2 separate regions of the Zea mays genome follow, and region 1 is linked to region 2. A link is a contact called in public Hi-C data. All regions are on one chromosome and are shown on one strand. Each heading gives the region's core, a stretch centred on a gene start, on an enhancer-like site or on the middle of the called end of the contact. The rest is flanking DNA. Distances are from core to core; before and after follow the strand shown.

The links. A called contact is a pair of places that touch in the nucleus more often than the background predicts.
Region 1: a Hi-C map of ear shows a contact between it and region 2, with 2.8 times the contacts expected there. The contact joins the promoter of LOC100278231 here to the promoter of LOC100285598 in region 2. A contact is called at or near these places in 4 of 25 Hi-C or Micro-C datasets (bundle sheath, ear, leaf and 1 more).

Annotation. Positions count from the first base shown.
Region 1 is chr6:166,628,092-166,631,897 of Zm-B73-REFERENCE-NAM-5.0, reverse strand. It overlaps LOC100278231, which reads right to left and starts at 1,904. Exons shown (of 3, transcript NM_001165464.2): 1 at 1,687-1,904; 2 at 1,526-1,590; 3 at 791-1,303. The coding sequence starts at 1,786. The coding sequence ends at 1,166. It overlaps LOC103630520 (a long non-coding RNA gene), which reads left to right and starts at 3,509. Exons shown (of 3, transcript XR_555102.4): 1 at 3,509-3,806.
Region 2 is chr6:166,456,673-166,460,801 of Zm-B73-REFERENCE-NAM-5.0, reverse strand. LOC100285598 reads left to right here and starts at 2,239. Exons shown (of 3, transcript NM_001158489.2): 1 at 2,239-2,679; 2 at 2,784-3,893; 3 at 3,978-4,129. The coding sequence starts at 2,417. It overlaps LOC103630517 (probable leucine-rich repeat receptor-like protein kinase At5g49770), which reads left to right. Exons shown (of 19, transcript XM_008651580.3): 17 at 1-65; 18 at 205-437; 19 at 545-1,249. The coding sequence ends at 1,051.

The DNA.
Region 1 (3,806 bases), core at 655-3,154, 170 kb before region 2:
CTCCAAGTTGGAAGATGGGCCAAGGCAGGCAGAAGCGAGTGGTCGTTGCATGCAGCAGCCATCCCCTCCCTCCACATGTCAGCTCTCCAACGCGTCGTTTTCGCCTCCCGCCGCTCTCGAGCTGGTGGACCGGCGCATCATGTGTAGAGCTCGCGATCACGGGAGCCTCAAGTCAAAACCAGGAGCGACGCTTGTGTCATCGTGTCAAAGCTCCTGTGGCTCCGTCACCGGTCCCTCCTTTTCTCCGGCTGCCGGCCCACAGGCCACAGGGGCGGTGCGCGGAGGACCCCAGCGATCGGACAGGACGCGGGAGGAAACGACACACACGGGGGGACGCGACGCGAGGCGTCGCTCTCCCTCCTCCCAAGTCAGAGCTCGCATCTCGCCAGACGCCACGCCTCCCCTCACCTCACATCGCGTCGGGGGGCCGTGTCGGGGGACACGAGTGGAACAGAGCGGCGGCCACGACGTACGTGCGGGCGGTCGGGTCTCTTTTCTAGCTAGCCCCGCGAGGAGAAAAAGGAGGTCGTTCACGAGTCACCACCGATCACGGAGAATTCGCATCTGGCTTGACGTCGTTGCTGCCTCGTCGGCCTCTCCTCGCTGCCTTAGCAGTGGCGAACGCGACGCTTACGTGTCACGGGCGGCGGCGGCGGCCGTGACGGAAACAACAGATAGATGAGAGCTTGTGACCTGTGAATCTGTGAGGCGGTCGAGGGAGCAATGATGCTGCTTTTGCTGATGGATATACTAGTATGATATATAGAAGTATATCAAGATCGGGAGCATAGAACTAACAAGCTGGACAATCTCAATCTGCTGGTACACTGTACCGGCACCTGCTGCAGGAGATGCAAATCGATCTGCATGCAGTGGAGTTCTTTCCGACGAACAGCAACCAATTAACCAGCCTAAGAACAACACAACCCACTGCACCGATGACCGATGTGCCTTGCACACAGGACACAGCCATACACACGCGCGGCCGGTGTATATATATACAAACGCAGCTAGGTGACTTTGTTTCGACGACCTTAATTTCTACTAGAACTAGAGTAGAGGAGCTAGCACAAGCGACGCACTTTGTACTACCGGTGTGACGACGACGACGACGGAGTTGGATTATTGATTGGCCGGGTCGTCGTCCAGCTGAGCCGGCCCCCGTTCAAGGTCTTCCGGGACCCTTGGGTGGGTCGTGGCGGTTGTTGGGGCCGGACGGCTGGTAGTCGTTCACCTCCACGTCCACCCTCGCCGTCGGCCTGCCCGTGTTTTTCATCATCGCCGCCGCGATCGCCGTCGTGTCCTGTGTGTGTCCCAACCCAAGACAAAGTCGTCTGTCATCAGGACTACAGCAGCAGCAGCTAGTAGATGACAAGCATATGAATCCATCCACCATCGCTGAATTAATTAGTTAATTGATTGATTAACCTCTGTACGTATATTCGCTAACAGTTGTGCCAAATCAAGAGGGAGAAACACGGCAGCAGGCGGGAGAGACCTGACGGAAACAGCCAATTGCCAGTACCTGAGAGTAACTGAGCTTCAGAGCCGGCGGCGGGTGCTGCTGGTGGCTCCCCAGGCGCAGGCTTCCTGCGATCGCACAGGCAAAATCAGCAGCCGAGACCAAGAGAGGAAACAGCGGGGGAGGGTGGGAGTTAGCGGAGGCCATGCATGGCCGAGGCTCACTTGGCGTGGGGACGGCGGAGACGAGCGGGGCGAGGAGGAGGACAAGGAAGAGGAGGCAGGAGGGCAGCACGAGGAGCGGCTTCTCGGCGTGGCGCTCCATTCTGCCTGCCTGCTCGCTAGCGAGTCGGGGTGTATCTTAGTCGCGGACTCGATCGGAGGGAACGAGGTGCCACGCCACCAGCCAGGAACTCGAAACTGCAATGGGGCTGCTGGATGACGCCGGGTGCTGCTGCCGTGCCGCTGGCTTTAAACAACGGCGTTCCTCACTGGCGTCCGTCTGGCTGCTGAACGTCAACTAAAATGTCTAAATCTAAATAAATGTTACCGGCTTTTTCCCCCAGAAAGGTGAAATATAAAATTTGGACAGCTAGTAGGAGCGGGACTATGCCAGTGCCACTCTGGTTCAACCTACTATACGACAGATCTGCAGCACCTCCTCACACTATTGCACAGCGTAATTGCTAGTGTGTGTCTTATGACACAGCGAATAATGTTTTTTTCCCAGGCTACAAATAATTGCTTGTCGTCTTGGCTCGCTTTCTTTTCAATATATAATTAACAAGCAGCCGTTCTCGTTAAATTTTTAATACAACTCTGTAAACCCTACCCGCTAGATGCACGATAACTCGTAGGTTATACCTTTGGTGTTGAATTGAATGAGTACGACACCGTTAGGACGACGATAGTCAACTTAGGGACGGCGAGGTAGACGGTAGTGTCCTTTTCCTTATTGATCGTGTAGAGACAGATTCGATATCTAGAGTTATGTTTGGGACAGGGTACACAAATGTTGGTTCACTCGTGTCGGCTTGTTTACTATTTAACACCGGTAGAAAAGAGTTCTAAACCTGTGGCGCAATTTAGTTTTTAATAGAGGTTTCGGTTATCAAGCGTGTCAGTAGTATTTCTAGTGGCGGTTTATTAAGTAACCTATCATTAGAAATCCATGATTTATACGTTCGGTTTTCTTAAGAAACCGTATGTACAAATCGATTTCTATAGACATCTTCCTTAGAAAACCGTCATTAAAAACTATTTTTTCTGATTTTTTTAGTTTTTCAAATGACCTTGTACGAAAAAAAAACACCAACATAAAAAGTTGTAGATCTCTAAAAGTTATGAAACTTTATAGTTCACTACTTTTAAAAAAAAATCATTTCGGCTCTCAAAAATTGCATCTAGATTTGTCAAATTTGAGATGCAAATTTTGCAAACGATCTCGGACGGAAAAAAGTATCCAAAAAAAACTTGTAGAACTTCACGCGAGGATGAGGTTCTGGGCTACACAAAACAAAAATGCAATATAGACATGAAGTAAGTGATATGCGGAGTGGTGGAGATGGCTACACGCGAGGATGAGGTCGGGGTTCGATTCCCATAAGTCATGTAGCACGCGAATTTTACACGAAAAATGCTATGAAAGTTCACCGATGTCTATTAGATAATGTTTTAGGTGGTTATATGGGTGAATCGCTCGACACTTTTAAAACTCATCAACGGCACATGCACTACCGGCACTCACTGCATTATTGTAGCACGGGAATTTTAGGCGGAAAATTGGTGTGTTTTAAAACTCATCAACCCTAATTGGGCACGTGCACTACCGGCACTCACTGCATCAACAATTCCCAAGCTCCAGTTTGGCTGCGGCGCGCGCCTAGATATTTTGCCCATCTATCGTCTCACCCAAGCTCACGCAGTAGTGGTGCTTCCTGTACGTTTTGGGAAGCTTTTAGCGATTGTCAAATGGCATATAAAGTACAGTAGTGCACGGTGACCTGCGCGGCACTCGATCGCACAGACAGAGACCTCTGCATGCATTTTCAGGAAGCGGAAAGCGTTTCAGAACTCTTGTTGCCCATCAACAACATTTGACTTCGCTAGCTCTGCGGAGTAGTGGCTCACTCCGATAAACAACTATCATGGCCTGGCCACTACTGGCCTCCCAAGTCAGAGCTTAGTGACTTATTTTTGTACTTAGGATCTTGACCATGCAGGGTCCCGCACTTGCATGCCCCGGCCCCCCGTGTTTTTGCGGGTCTCTCGACCTCGACATCTCGTCGATGCCGCCGCCGCCGCCGCCCCCGAGCGCGCATGTTGCTTGTCTCTCTTGTGATTTG
Region 2 (4,129 bases), core at 990-3,489:
ACAAGGGGAGCAGATGCTGGTGTACGAGTACGTCTCCAGCGGAACGCTGAGAGAGAACTTACTAGGTACATGGACAAAACCACCCGTCCACCGCATATATATACAACATTTCACAGAATTTCCATCTCCCAGTTCAGTTGTAATCGTAGCATCAGTTGTTCACTCAACAATCTGTGTACGCATGCATGAACGGCCGCCATGCAGTGAGAGGAACGTACCTGGACTGGAAGAAGAGGCTCAGGATCGCGCTCGGGTCAGCGAGGGGACTTGCGTACCTTCACGAGCTCGCCGATCCGCCTATCATCCACCGGGACGTCAAGTCCACCAATATCCTCCTCGACGACCACCTCAAAGCCAAGGTCGCCGACTTCGGCCTCTCCAAGCTCGTCGCGGACACCCAGAAGGGCCACGTCTCCACGCAAGTGAAAGGAACGCTGGTGAGTCATCACAACGGAAACACAACACCATACTACTAGCAGGAACCTGAACGATCAAAATTATCATCAAATATAAACTTAACTAAGCATGTGGTGTATTTATGCAGGGTTACTTGGATCCGGAGTACTACATGACGCAGCAGCTGTCGGAGAAGAGCGACGTGTACAGCTTCGGGGTGGTGATGCTGGAGCTGGTGAGCGGGCGGCAGCCGATCGAGAGCGGCAAGTACATCGTGCGCGAGGTCAAGCTGGCCATCGACCCCAACGACCGCGACCACTACGGGCTGCGGGGCCTCCTGGACCCGGCGATCCGGGACAACGCGCGCACCGCCGGGTTCAGGCGGTTCGTGCAGCTGGCGATGCTGTGCGTGGACGAGTCGGCGGCGGCGCGGCCGGCCATGGGCGAGGTGGTGAAGGACATCGAGGCCATGCTGCAGAACGAGGTCTCCGGGCCCGACGGGGCCACCAGCTCCGCCGGCTCCTCCGCCAACGACTTCGACGGCGCCGGCGGCGGAGCGAGGTCGCACCCGTACAGCGACGTCGAGATCACGAGAGGCTCGTACGGGGACAACGCGTCGGACTACATGCCGTACTTCGAGGTCAAGCCTAAGTAGACCTTCCAGTTTCAGACTTGTATAGCTTGTGAGATACATTGTATAGATTTGTATTATATTTCACGTTTATATTTTTTGGTTTCTCGAGCTTAATTTTTACCATGCTACTTCCGATCTATCATGACGCAAACTGTACATTCCTCGAAATTTTCCAAGATAAGTTGTTCTGTTCTTATTTAGAAGTCAGATTTTCTCTCACCGTTTCAAACTTATGGACTAGTTTGGAAACTCCATTTTCCTTATATGACCAGTGATTTCCCAGTTCAAATTGCTATATTTTGGGTTCATGAATGATTGGCAAAGGCAGTGGCCGATTCACATGGGAGGCAAGGGGGTCCGTGGCCCCCCTCTTATATCTAATGTTCATTTATTGTTAAGTACAGAAAAAATAAAAGTTTTATGTAGATCAAATCAGTTTTATCCTAGGTCTCTTATTCAGATCAGTTCAAATCTCCTAATTCTTGTCCTCCTTTTCAGTCCAGTTCTTACATCTATTTGTGTGATCCCATTATTTCCAACACCACTTGAACCAATCTGCTCCGATGCCCCGTTCCTGGCGCTGCCCGTCGTTGTCACCTTCTCGACGTGCGTTGTCGTCCGACCCTGACCCCTTCGATCCTGACCCCTTCCCGACGCCTCATCTCCGACAGATGACGAGTTTAGCAAACAAGCGAGCATTGATTCTCTGCCGGAAAGGTTGCCTGACCCCGCCTCCTTCCCCGATGGCCCTACACTTCGAGTAGATCGACAAATCAATATTCGAAAAGGTACATATAATTTGGATCCGGTCAGCAAAAAACTAACAATATGTTTGCTTCTTTTATTCATATAGTTTTCTTTTTGAATTTGTATCATATATTAGCATGGAATTTAAATTTTATATAGTACTGGTTTTTTATGGGCTTACTAAATTTTATTACAGGTTTTTTTTAGCCCATGTGAATTCTGGGACTCGGTCTACTTCACAGCAGGTGAGGTGGTTTTTGAATGCCAAATACAGATCTGTTAATTAATTTTCAGAGGGTCAGGAGAGGACGCGGTCGCCCGAACGGGCGGACGCGCGAACAATCCGCCCGCCCCGCGCGCGCGACCTTCCACTTCGGGCCATGGCCAGCACCCAGCATGCGTCGTCCTAAACGAGCACCGCCCGTTGGCGCTATAAAGCCCCGCCTCGGCGTCCCCTCGTCAATTCGAAGCCTTCCCGGTTACCCCTTCGGCCTCCACCTATCACCACCCGGGACGTCTTCCATGGCCTCCTCGTAGTAGAATAGTTCTATCTCACCGCAACAACTCCTCATTACATCCTTTATGAGAGGCTGATCGATTGGTAGATACGTACTCGGGTGGAGCAGAGCAACGAGAGACATGGCGACGACGACGCGTGTTGCCGCCGCCGCCACCGGCGTGCTGCTGGTCCTGTCGGCGTTGGCGACCCTGGCGCGGGCCGAGGACCCGTACCTGTTCTTCGAGTGGAAGGTGACGTACGGGACCAAGTCCCTGCTGGGCGTGCCCCAGAAGGTCATCCTCATCAACGGCGAGTTCCCCGGCCCCAGGATCAACTGCTCCTCCAACAACAACATCGTCGTCAACGTCTTCAACCAGCTCGACCATCCGCTCCTTTTCACCTGGTCCGTGCGCCGCCACTAGCCTGCACTGCACCTCTGCGATGCATACATACATGCATGCATTTCATTTCGATACCAACGGGCTGACTTGGCATTACTGCACGCAGGAACGGGATGCAGCACAGGAAGAACTCGTGGATGGACGGGATGCCAGGCACGCAGTGTCCGATCCTGCCTAACACCAACTTCACGTACAAGTGGCAGCCCAAGGACCAGATCGGCAGCTTCTTCTACTTCCCGTCCATCGGCATGCAGCGGGCGGCGGGCGGCTACGGGGCCATCAGCGTGGTCAGCCGCCTCCTCATCCCGGTCCCGTTCGACCAGCCCCCGCCGGAGAACGACCACGTGGTGCTCATCGGAGACTGGTACACCAAGGACCACGAGGTGCTAGCCCGCCAGATCGACGCCGGCAAGGGCGTGGGCCGCCCCGCGGGCGTGCTCATCAACGGCAAGGGCGGCAAGGACCTGGAGGCCGCGCCTGCCTTCACCTTCGAGGCCGGCAAGACGTACCGCCTCCGCGTCTGCAACACCGGGATCAAGGCGTCGCTCAACTTCCGCATCCAGGGCCACTACATGAAGCTGGTCGAGCTGGAGGGCTCCCACACCCTGCAGAACACGTACGACTCGCTCGACGTCCACGTCGGCCACTGCCTCTCCGTGCTCGTCGACGCCGACCAGAAGCCCGGCGACTACTACATGGTGGCCTCCACGCGGTTCATCCACGACGCCAAGTCCGCGTCCGCCGTCATCCGCTACGCCGGCTCCAGCGCCCCGCCGTCGCCGAACATGACCGAGCCACCGGCCGGCTGGGCCTGGTCCATCAACCAGGCCAGGTCGTTCCGCTGGAACCTGACGGCCAGCGCCGCGCGGCCCAACCCGCAGGGCTCCTACCACTACGGCCAGATCAACATCACCCGCACCATCAAGGTCATGGTCTCCCGTGGCCACATCGACGGCAAGCTCCGCTACGGCTTCAACGGCATCTCTCACAGGGACCCCGAGACCCCCGTGAAGCTCGCCGAGTACTTCAACGCCACCGACGGGGTATTCAGCTACAACCAGATGGGCGACGTGCCCCCTGCCGTGAACGGGCCCCTCCATGTCATCCCCAATGTCATCACCGCCGAGTTCCGCACCTTCATCGAGATCGTCTTCGAGAACCCCGAGAAGAGCATAGACTCCCTCCACGTCGATGGCTACGCCTTCTTCGGCGTCGGGTACGCACGTGCTCATCGTCGATTTTTCTTTTTATTTTTTGAGCAAATATATATGAGCCATGCATGCTGTCTATCTATCTGTAGGATGGGCCCCGGGAAGTGGTCGCCGGAGGTGAGGAAGACGTACAACCTGCTGGACACGGTGAGCCGGCACACGATCCAGGTGTACCCGCGGTCATGGACGGCAATCATGCTGACGTTCGACAACGCGGGCATGTGGAGCGTGCATTCCAACA